2 separate regions of the Gossypium hirsutum genome follow, and region 2 is linked to region 1. Evidence: chromatin contacts called from public Hi-C data. All regions are on one chromosome and are shown on one strand. Each heading gives the region's core, a stretch centred on a gene start, on an enhancer-like site or on the middle of the called end of the contact. The rest is flanking DNA. Distances are from core to core; before and after follow the strand shown.

Region 1 (4,611 bases), core at 1,896-4,395:
TAACTCGGCCAGTGCCTCAGTACTAAGCTCCGAGTTACCGCTAACCGAAGTTGGCAGACTTTGCTTACCCTCAGAATCCATATCAATACTCTACATTACCAGTACACATATCAAATAACTACAAAGAACTCAAAAATTTTTACTATTTATTCATATGTCTTATGCAGAGAGAGTATTTTAAAGTTTTTGTTTTTATAGAATCGTATCCTAGTCACGGTTTCAATCTTTTAGGGTTTTTAGTTCTACCCTATCTACAGTTTCATATCCAAAGGCTCGATTCTAACTACAGTATTATTTCAGTACATTACAGTATAAGAAAAAGAAGTACTTACAGATTTGGTGCCGGAGATTCAGTGTGCCACTTCTTCAGAAATCAGAAATTCAAATTTATTCTTTGTGCACTTTGAAAATAAAATTTAAGAGAATTTTCTAACATTTTCACAAAATCGATTTCAGTGTTTTTCCATGGAACTAGATTTCAAAATTTTATGAAAAAATGTTTGGACACGATCCACAGCCGAGTTGTTGTAATCGGGCTCGATACCACTTAATGTAACACCCCAAACCCGGCCCAGAAGTTACGACCGAATCCGGCGTGTCACATTGAAGTTTTTTTCGAAAACCATGTTTTCATTGAAAACCATTCTTGATGTTTAGAAACTTTTACCGTTTAAACTTGTATAAAACCTTAGCCTTATTTTTTTCCAAAACGTGATTCATTGTAACAATCAAAACATTGTTAACAACCTTGTAAAATCTTATGGGAAACTTTAAAAACTTATAAACCTTTATAGTGGCAGAAACATGTTATTTTAAAAATAGTTAAATATCGAGAAATCAAACCTTCTTTGTTATGGCTTAAAGTGAATGGAAGATGTGCACCAGGTAGGAAGCCAGAAAAGAGGAGGTGAGTCTATTGGACTGCTTAAGTACCAAGCTTTTTATGGATCCAATCCTAGACATGCACACATCCATTGCCACACTTAAAGCATATTGCTTGTCCACGAACAGCAAATTAAGTTTAAGTCTATTTAAAATATTTATTTCCTTTGAAAACATTTACGTTGCGGAAGCTTTGCTCGGTAATCGTGATATTTTGAAAATAAGTAACTTTTATAAAACGCGCCCTAGAGCTAACAAATTTAATAACCCAAAATATTAAAAATAATAAAAAGAGCGGCCTTATTACAATTTAAACCAGAATAAAAATAATCAAAATAATAAATGCGAAACTTATTTTAAAGAAAACAGAAACTTAATCTTCGTGGCCACTCTGAATCCCGCCCAGCTCCAAGTCCACCAACTAGGGCTCACCTGCAAGGATGGAAGAGAAAGAGGGTGAGTTTGGAAAACTCAGTGTGTAAAGTATCCCAACCAGAGCCCAAATCAGTTCAAGCCTTACTGGGCCTAAGCCCTATTCAGAAATCAGTGTTAACTAAGCCTTAGCCCATATCAATATTAATCTGGGCCATAGCCCCTTACAGTATGAGAGTATACTGGGCCTAGCCCATGTCAGTATCAATCTGGGCCGTAGCCCTATTACAAGTCGAGATATATTAGGCCTTGCCCATATTAACATAGTTGGGCCCGCTTCAATACAGTTGGCCCATAACAAAACAGTCTTATGTGATTAATGCATGATAACCCCATCCAACCCTGCACTTACCTCCGTCCATCCCTACACTTCCTGTGAGGAATAAATCACCCACGCAATCCTTACACTTACAGTGTTAGCACCGGTTGCGGCACTAACTATAATCCGCAGTAAAGCTGCTTATATCAGAATATGTGGCACAGCCACCAGAACGGGTTCTTCCTCCATAACATAACCCAGATCCTATGCAACAGATATATATGTCATGGCATACAACAAACAGAATCAGAATATCATGCATTTCAGTCAAAATTAACCCTAGGGGTATAATGGTCTTTTTGCACCTAGGGGTAAAACGATAATTTTCATACTTAGGGGTGTTTTAGTAAAATTCTCTATTCTAGAGTTTACATACATATTCTAACCATTAACACATTAACAGAAGCGCTTACCGAGCGTTTTTACCGAATGGGGCCCGTTGGCCCACTAACCCGTTTTCAGCCCATTAAGCCCAAATATACCGAAGTGCACGAAATTGCGCACTCTGCAATCATACTCCTTGCGATTACCAAAATTAACAACCAAACCACCTCACAAGCGCTCGCACACTCGCAAGTTCACAAATGCCGGCTTTTCGGCTTTTGGCGATCTAGTCTATGAGTGGGTGTCGTTTACACACCTGTTTTATGACGATTCGCTAATGAGATCTCCCCCACGATTAACCTTGTTGATCTTACTAGCCTCCAAATAGATCTTAATCGCTAGCCTTCAATGCGCACATATAAAAAAAACGAATGAAAAATACTTAATTTTAATCTTGGCAAAAATCGATAGTCTCCCTAAAGTATTTAGGGGTTTTCAGCTTATCCTCGAATTACTAAATAAAGAAAAATAAGATCTGAATGCTTACCACCAAAGACGTTCTTGTCAGAAGCGTTTCCAACACTTTTCAAATCTTAGATCCACTGTGAATCTATCTTAATCGCAAGTAGGAAATAGATCTAAAAATTAATTCTCGAATCACTAAAGTATGGATGTTTCGGATTTTAGTATAATGAAAAAGAGAAAATAGAAAAACAGAAAAGAGGAGATGACAGTACAGATTCGGCTTTGAAGGAAATTAAAGAAGGAAGAGATGAGATAAAAGAAAAGAAAGAAAAGAAGAGTAGAAGAAGATAGGTTCGGTTATTATCGATGAAGGAAAGATGAACAAAAAGGGAATAATTCATAAAAGTCAAAATTCAAAGAACAAATACGGTACTTAATGCTTATTAAAAATAACGCATAGGCACGCCGCTGGCCACTGCGTCGTAGCTTGCTCTTGGATATATGACAGTCGCAATTAACTTTAAACCTTACCTGCTGAAGTCTTGGTCCACCTAAAAACAAACCAAAATAATGCTAGAACCTGGATTCGTACTCGTGCCCTCTCAGTCCCTTTAACGCGCTGCTGCCATTGCGCCCAAAGCGCTCGTTGTTTTAGGCTCTGCTTGCAACTTCTCTTAAACCTTATTTTATCGCAACCCGTTTACAAACCAAATGTCTCGCGCGCATCGCGACTTGAACCCAGGCACCTCTTCCGCCATCCTAGCACACTTAGCCACTAGGCCGGATGCTTGCTTCTGACATGAATTAACCTGAACTACTAATAAGGCCTACCTGCGACAGCCCTTGGTTTTTCTAAAATAAAAACCCACATTTGTGCACGCAGGGAATCGAATCCCTGCTCCCTTCCTACTGCTTAACACGCCTAACCACTAGGCCAAACTCCTCCTTTTGTTCAATTTTAGCCTAACTTATTAATAAATCTTTATGCCCAGATCCCCTAAAGGAGCAAAAATAATAATTTTTGCTAGAGTCTTGGACCGAATTTTTCCCACACTTTAAATACTTCTAAATTTATTTAAAAACTAAAATAATAATAATGACCATAATAATGAAAATTTCAAATACGATAATATATATATTTTTCCTAATAATAATAATTATAATTTCCATAAATCAATAGAAATAGATACAGTAAAATTTTCTAATAATATGTTAATTTAAACACTAAATTAACAACAAGAATTTTATAAATATATTTGTATCTAATGATTATAATGATAACAATTTTCATAAAAATTAAAATATTAGTAATAACATAAATATTTTATCAATATATATTTTAAACACTAGTAATATTCAAAACTTCTCAATATTCAGGTTTTCTTCTATCCGAATCCCAGACTCAAAGCCCAACTCTTCTAGGCCCAATTTTTGGGGCGTTACAAGATACATTATTTTAACTTTATTTGTATCGACTTCTGGCAATAGTATCCCACCTATAAGTTGCAGAATGAATGCTCTTGCAGCGTAGATAATGTCCATCTGCGTTGGACTGCTCAGAAGATGCTGGAAGTTTTCTTTTAACCAAGTAAATTTAATATAGGTTAATCGTCCTTCCTCGTCGTTGGGGGCACTCTTCCAAGTAACCGCTAGCAAGTGCCCCATGAATAGGGCTCTCTTCCAAGCTCGGTCACTGCTTTATCAATTATAGACAGCCCTAGTTGGACTGCTACGTCTTGCAGTATAATAGTTACCTCCCCATATGGAAGGTGAAACATATGTGTCTCCGGGAATCATCTTTCAACTAAGGCCGATATTAAATTGGTCTGTAGCTCATATATCTGAATGTACATGGCGACCCCAAAACCCGCGACATTTAAATACGAAAAAACTCTTAAATTGGGAAAATAACTGGATCATGTATCCGGGGTCTCACAATTCAGTATATATCCTACGTTTATAGTAAATATAGAATGTTATATTTTTCATTTAAAAAAGAATTCAAATGAATATTTAAAATTAAATGAAACATTTTTTTTCTTTTTTACCTTATGCACATAGGCTGCAATGTGGTTGTTGTAATTTAAAATAATATTAGGATTAGGATCCATGTAGTGATCGGCGGTGGTTGACGGTGAATGATGGTTGTCAGAGGTGTTTGGAGGTGATCAGTGGTCGTCGGTCAACGG
Region 2 (4,233 bases), core at 679-3,178, 120 kb after region 1:
ATTTAGAACCTCTCAATCACTCCTAGAACACTTAACCACTGAAGCAAATACACATTTATATCAAGTACTTACAAAAACATAAATAAAAAGATCAGGGCGTTACAAGTCATTTCTGCTAAAGCTTTCATCCATTTGTACTATTAAAACTTGATTTGACTAGAGAAATAATTAGACAATAACATGTGATGTGCCATGTATATTTCATGCTGACATACAAAGACCAAGCTTTAACAATAAAAATGAATGAAATTTTTAACATAAGGATTGGGACTAATTTGTGCATTTTTAATAAATGGGTAAAAGGTAATTTGACTAGATGCCTCCATGATACTTTTACCCTTATTAGTGTCATTAAAAATTTAAGGATCTAGTCAGCATCTTTATTTAAAAAGATAAATATCAAATTTATACATGAATCTTGGTCCAATGTGCAATTTAATACATGAACTTTAATTTGGTGCACATAAAACTTTAATTTGATGCAATTATACACATAAAACTTGAATTATGGTCCATATGTATACATGAAACTTTAATTTTGATTTATTTGTGCATATTTAAAGAAATGAATACATACATTTATTTTCATATTAGATAAATATAGTGTATGCAATATATCAATGCAAGATGATGTTAATTTGATAATGTTATCAATAATTTGTGAAAATTGAATTGAACTAAAATTTCATGTATAACATTGAACATCAAATCAAAGTTCATATATAAATTTGATATTTATCCCTTATTTAAAACATTTCAATTTGATTGAAAACAACAAATTAAGGACCAAATGTAACTAAAAATATTAGAGTTAAATTAACCAAAAAAAAATGTTAATGTTAAGGAATGAATTTAACATCAACCCTTTAAATTTTGTTACTTTTTAATTGAAAATGATTTTAAATTTATTTGTATATTTCTATAACGCTTAATATATCATTTGATTTTTAAGTCTAACATTTTTTTTCTAATATATGTTATTTGCGGTTTTTTATATCTATATTTGATAAAAAGTTATACATTTTTAATATAGAAGGTAACAATATTAATTTTTTAGTGATTATTTTGAGGGTTTTAGAATTAACGAAAATTCATAATTAACAAATATAAACAATAAACTTTCATCAAATTAACCTTAAAATCTAAAAAAAAATAGCAGTTTGTAATTAACAAATTAAGAATAAAATTAAACAAATTTGCAATTAATACTAAACTTATTTTGTTAATGAAACTATGAAAATTTGAACCTAATAATATTAATAATTAACTTTTATCAAATGAACACTATCACCTCAGTTGAACATTAAAAGAACTATTTAAAAGTTTTTATTTAAATCATTAGATTGTTAAGTTTTTTTATAGATAAAAGTTAGGCTAGCAAAATTTAAGCGACGATACGGTGGATCAGAACCCACCGACAAATAGAAGAACATGTCTTAGATCCAAATCCATCTAACAATCAGTGCTGAAGATCAAAGAAGAAAATTGTTTGGATTTTGATTTGTCAAATTCATGACATTCAAAGTTGTTTCATGGAAAAATTTGAATTGTAATAGAGAAGAGAAATGAGAGATTTTGATTGGTACAGATTGTGTGAACTAAGAAGGTCGTGCAACAACGATTTTAATAGCTCGGTGACTCAAATGATATCTTTTGAATAATTCAATGATTATTTTATAACTTTTTGAAGTTAAGTAGCCAAAACGTAAATTTACTAATAGTCAAGCGATATTAGGTGTAGTCTACCTAAAAATTTAAAATAATTATAAGTATCAAAATATATAATTTTTATCAAATACAAATATTATATTGAAAAAATATAAATATCAAACTGAACAAACATTAAATTAGGATACCAAATGATATATTAACATTTTATAAATTAATTTAAATATTTTTTTAGTGCGTACGGTAGTGACAACTGGGAAGCTTTAAAGAGACGATTTGAGCTTTACGCAGACAAAAAATACACGTAGGCACAAAAACGAAAAAGAAAAAAAAAACTCTTCACCTGGGACGTAGAGATTTAGATCTTAACGGCTGGTGTTCGATTCTTCGTCTTATGGCATAATCAACACCGTCTGATCTCTTCCCACATCCCCCTTCATCCTCCGATCTCATATTCCTGATCAGCTTCTCAGATCCAATTCTCCGAAATCAACGGTTCTTAACTCATTTCCCTTTAATTTTGCACAATTCAGGTAATTTTAATTTTGTTTCTTTCGTTTTGAGCATTTTACGCTCTAGATTTTTATTCGAATTTGAATGTTAATGATTTAGATCTCCGGTAGGAATGTGGAATTTGGTGAACTCTGTTTGTTTTCTGAGAAAAATGGAAGAAATTTGAATTTTGTTTGTTTCCAAGGAAATGGGAGTGTGTTGACTTGTTTAAGTCAGACAACTTTTATCAGGTTGATTTGAGTGGAGAGATATGAATTAATCTATTTGTTGATTTTCCTGCCTTTTCTCTGCTACCAAACAGCAGGATAGAATACTGAAATATCCAATAATAGCTGAATTTTAAAACGAGTATTTAATTTAGCCTGAATCTAGAATTGGCTATTGTTTTGCGTTTTATAGAGTTCATTTACAACAATTTTGTACATGTTTTTGCCTTTGAAAACTCTAGGTTGGTCGATTTCAAATAGTTTGACAAAATTCTGTGATTTAATGGATAGAATTCAGTTGAAGAATTATGAAGAATTATATTGATCAAATTGTTTTTGAACAAGCATAACTATCATAATTCAATGTTTTCTCTATTTGATTGATGCTTGTTAATAGATAATCGTCGCTGGAGTTTTGAAATACATGATCAAGTTTGACAAATGTAGTTATCCCAACTAGAATGTTTTCATCCGATGTTAACAAGTAGATACTGTTAGCTGTAGATGCTGTTAGCTATATGTGTAAGTTGTCTATAAAATTTGTATCTTTATATGGTGGATTTCTTTGCGTGTTCTTTAAGTTCATCTTTATTGGTCCTGTTTTGAGTAACTTGCTTCATCTGTCCTTTCAGTGACTCGTTTCTTTTTCAATTAAAAATGATACAAGTAGCATTCTCTATAAGTTTCTCCATATCCAAACTTTTTACTGGATTAAATGATGGTGCGTCTGATATTTAAAATCTCTGCTGTATCTCTCAAGTCTTAAGACTGAGGTTCTGTTTAGATCTTGAATTCCAAAGGGAAAGGGAAGTAGGTTTTAAAAATTCTCTAGAATTTTGATTCCGTTGCATTTTTCTGCTGTCACACCAAACATTTGTATAAAGGATTATAGTTTATAGATTTCTATCTTGCTCCTAAACTTCCACTCCACTGGCTTTTTATAAAAACTTATTTGTGACTTGTGTACCTCTTGATTGTATATGTTTTGCAACTGAATATCTTGATTGACAGACGAACAGCTGTGTTATGGGAGCAGAAGAGATTAAAAAGGACATGGATATCATTAGTTGGCCTTCAGATTTGGCATATGAGCAGTGGGTAGCACTCCCGGTTTCTGGCGCACGACCATCAGCTCGATACAAGGTATTTTTCTTTAAATTGTGTAGCTTGCACAAGATCATTTTGGTTGTGTCATTTTATGGATTCTCTCTTGTTTGGACTTTTTGATCATGTTTGTTAATCATTAATAAGGCTGCTATAATATTAATTTTTCTTTGAAGCACTTATCCATTTCTGCTTTTTCTATATTCTGTGGTAGACTGCTTACCATGTATTTTTGTCTTATCACTGTAGCATGCTGCCGCTGTAGCTGATGAGAAACTATATATCACTGGAGGCAGTCGTAATGGTCGATACCTGTCTGATATTCAGGTTTTCTTGCATGACCTTAGTTCATACATTTTTTTTTTTTGGTACAATTAGTTCATATATTTAGCTACTTTCTTATTTGTAATGTTCTCTTTGGCTTCTTTTTCAGGCATTTGATCTTAGAAGTTTGACATGGTCTAGTCTGAAACTGGAGATTGATCCTGATGCTGATACATCAGAAGACAGTGGCTTACAGGAAGTTCTTCCAGGCATTTCTGATCACAGTATGGTAGGACATAAGATGCACCATACCTACAGATATAATTCTTTTTCGCCTAACTAAACTCCTCTCACTTATGCAGTGATTCTATACAACTTTGAACAAGCTCCTGAAATAAATATTTAGTTATTTTGTTTCAGATTAAGTGGGAAAATAAACTTCTTCTTCTTGGTGGGCATTCTAAGAAATCTTCCGATG

The links. Hi-C and Micro-C count contacts between places; a contact is called where the count stands out from the background.
Region 2: a contact with region 1 is called in a Hi-C map of leaf, with 2.0 times the contacts expected there. The contact joins the promoter of LOC107957443 here to the enhancer-like site in region 1. A contact is called at or near these places in 2 of 34 Hi-C or Micro-C datasets (both in leaf).

The regions. Positions count from the first base shown.
Region 1 is chrA05:37,269,431-37,274,041 of Gossypium_hirsutum_v2.1, forward strand. No RefSeq gene overlaps it. Among protein-coding and RNA genes, the nearest start is that of LOC107961206, 12 kb to the right of the region's middle. Within about 2 kb of position 3,146, at least 3 of the 9 cell types and tissues checked have an H3K27ac peak or open chromatin away from gene starts, as enhancers often do. A contact at or near this core is called in leaf, where this site is marked.
Region 2 is chrA05:37,387,204-37,391,436 of Gossypium_hirsutum_v2.1, forward strand. It overlaps LOC107957443 (acyl-CoA-binding domain-containing protein 4), which reads left to right and starts at 1,929. Exons shown (of 14, transcript XM_016892960.2): 1 at 1,929-2,201; 2 at 3,399-3,530; 3 at 3,741-3,818; 4 at 3,925-4,044; 5 at 4,176-4,233. The coding sequence starts at 3,414.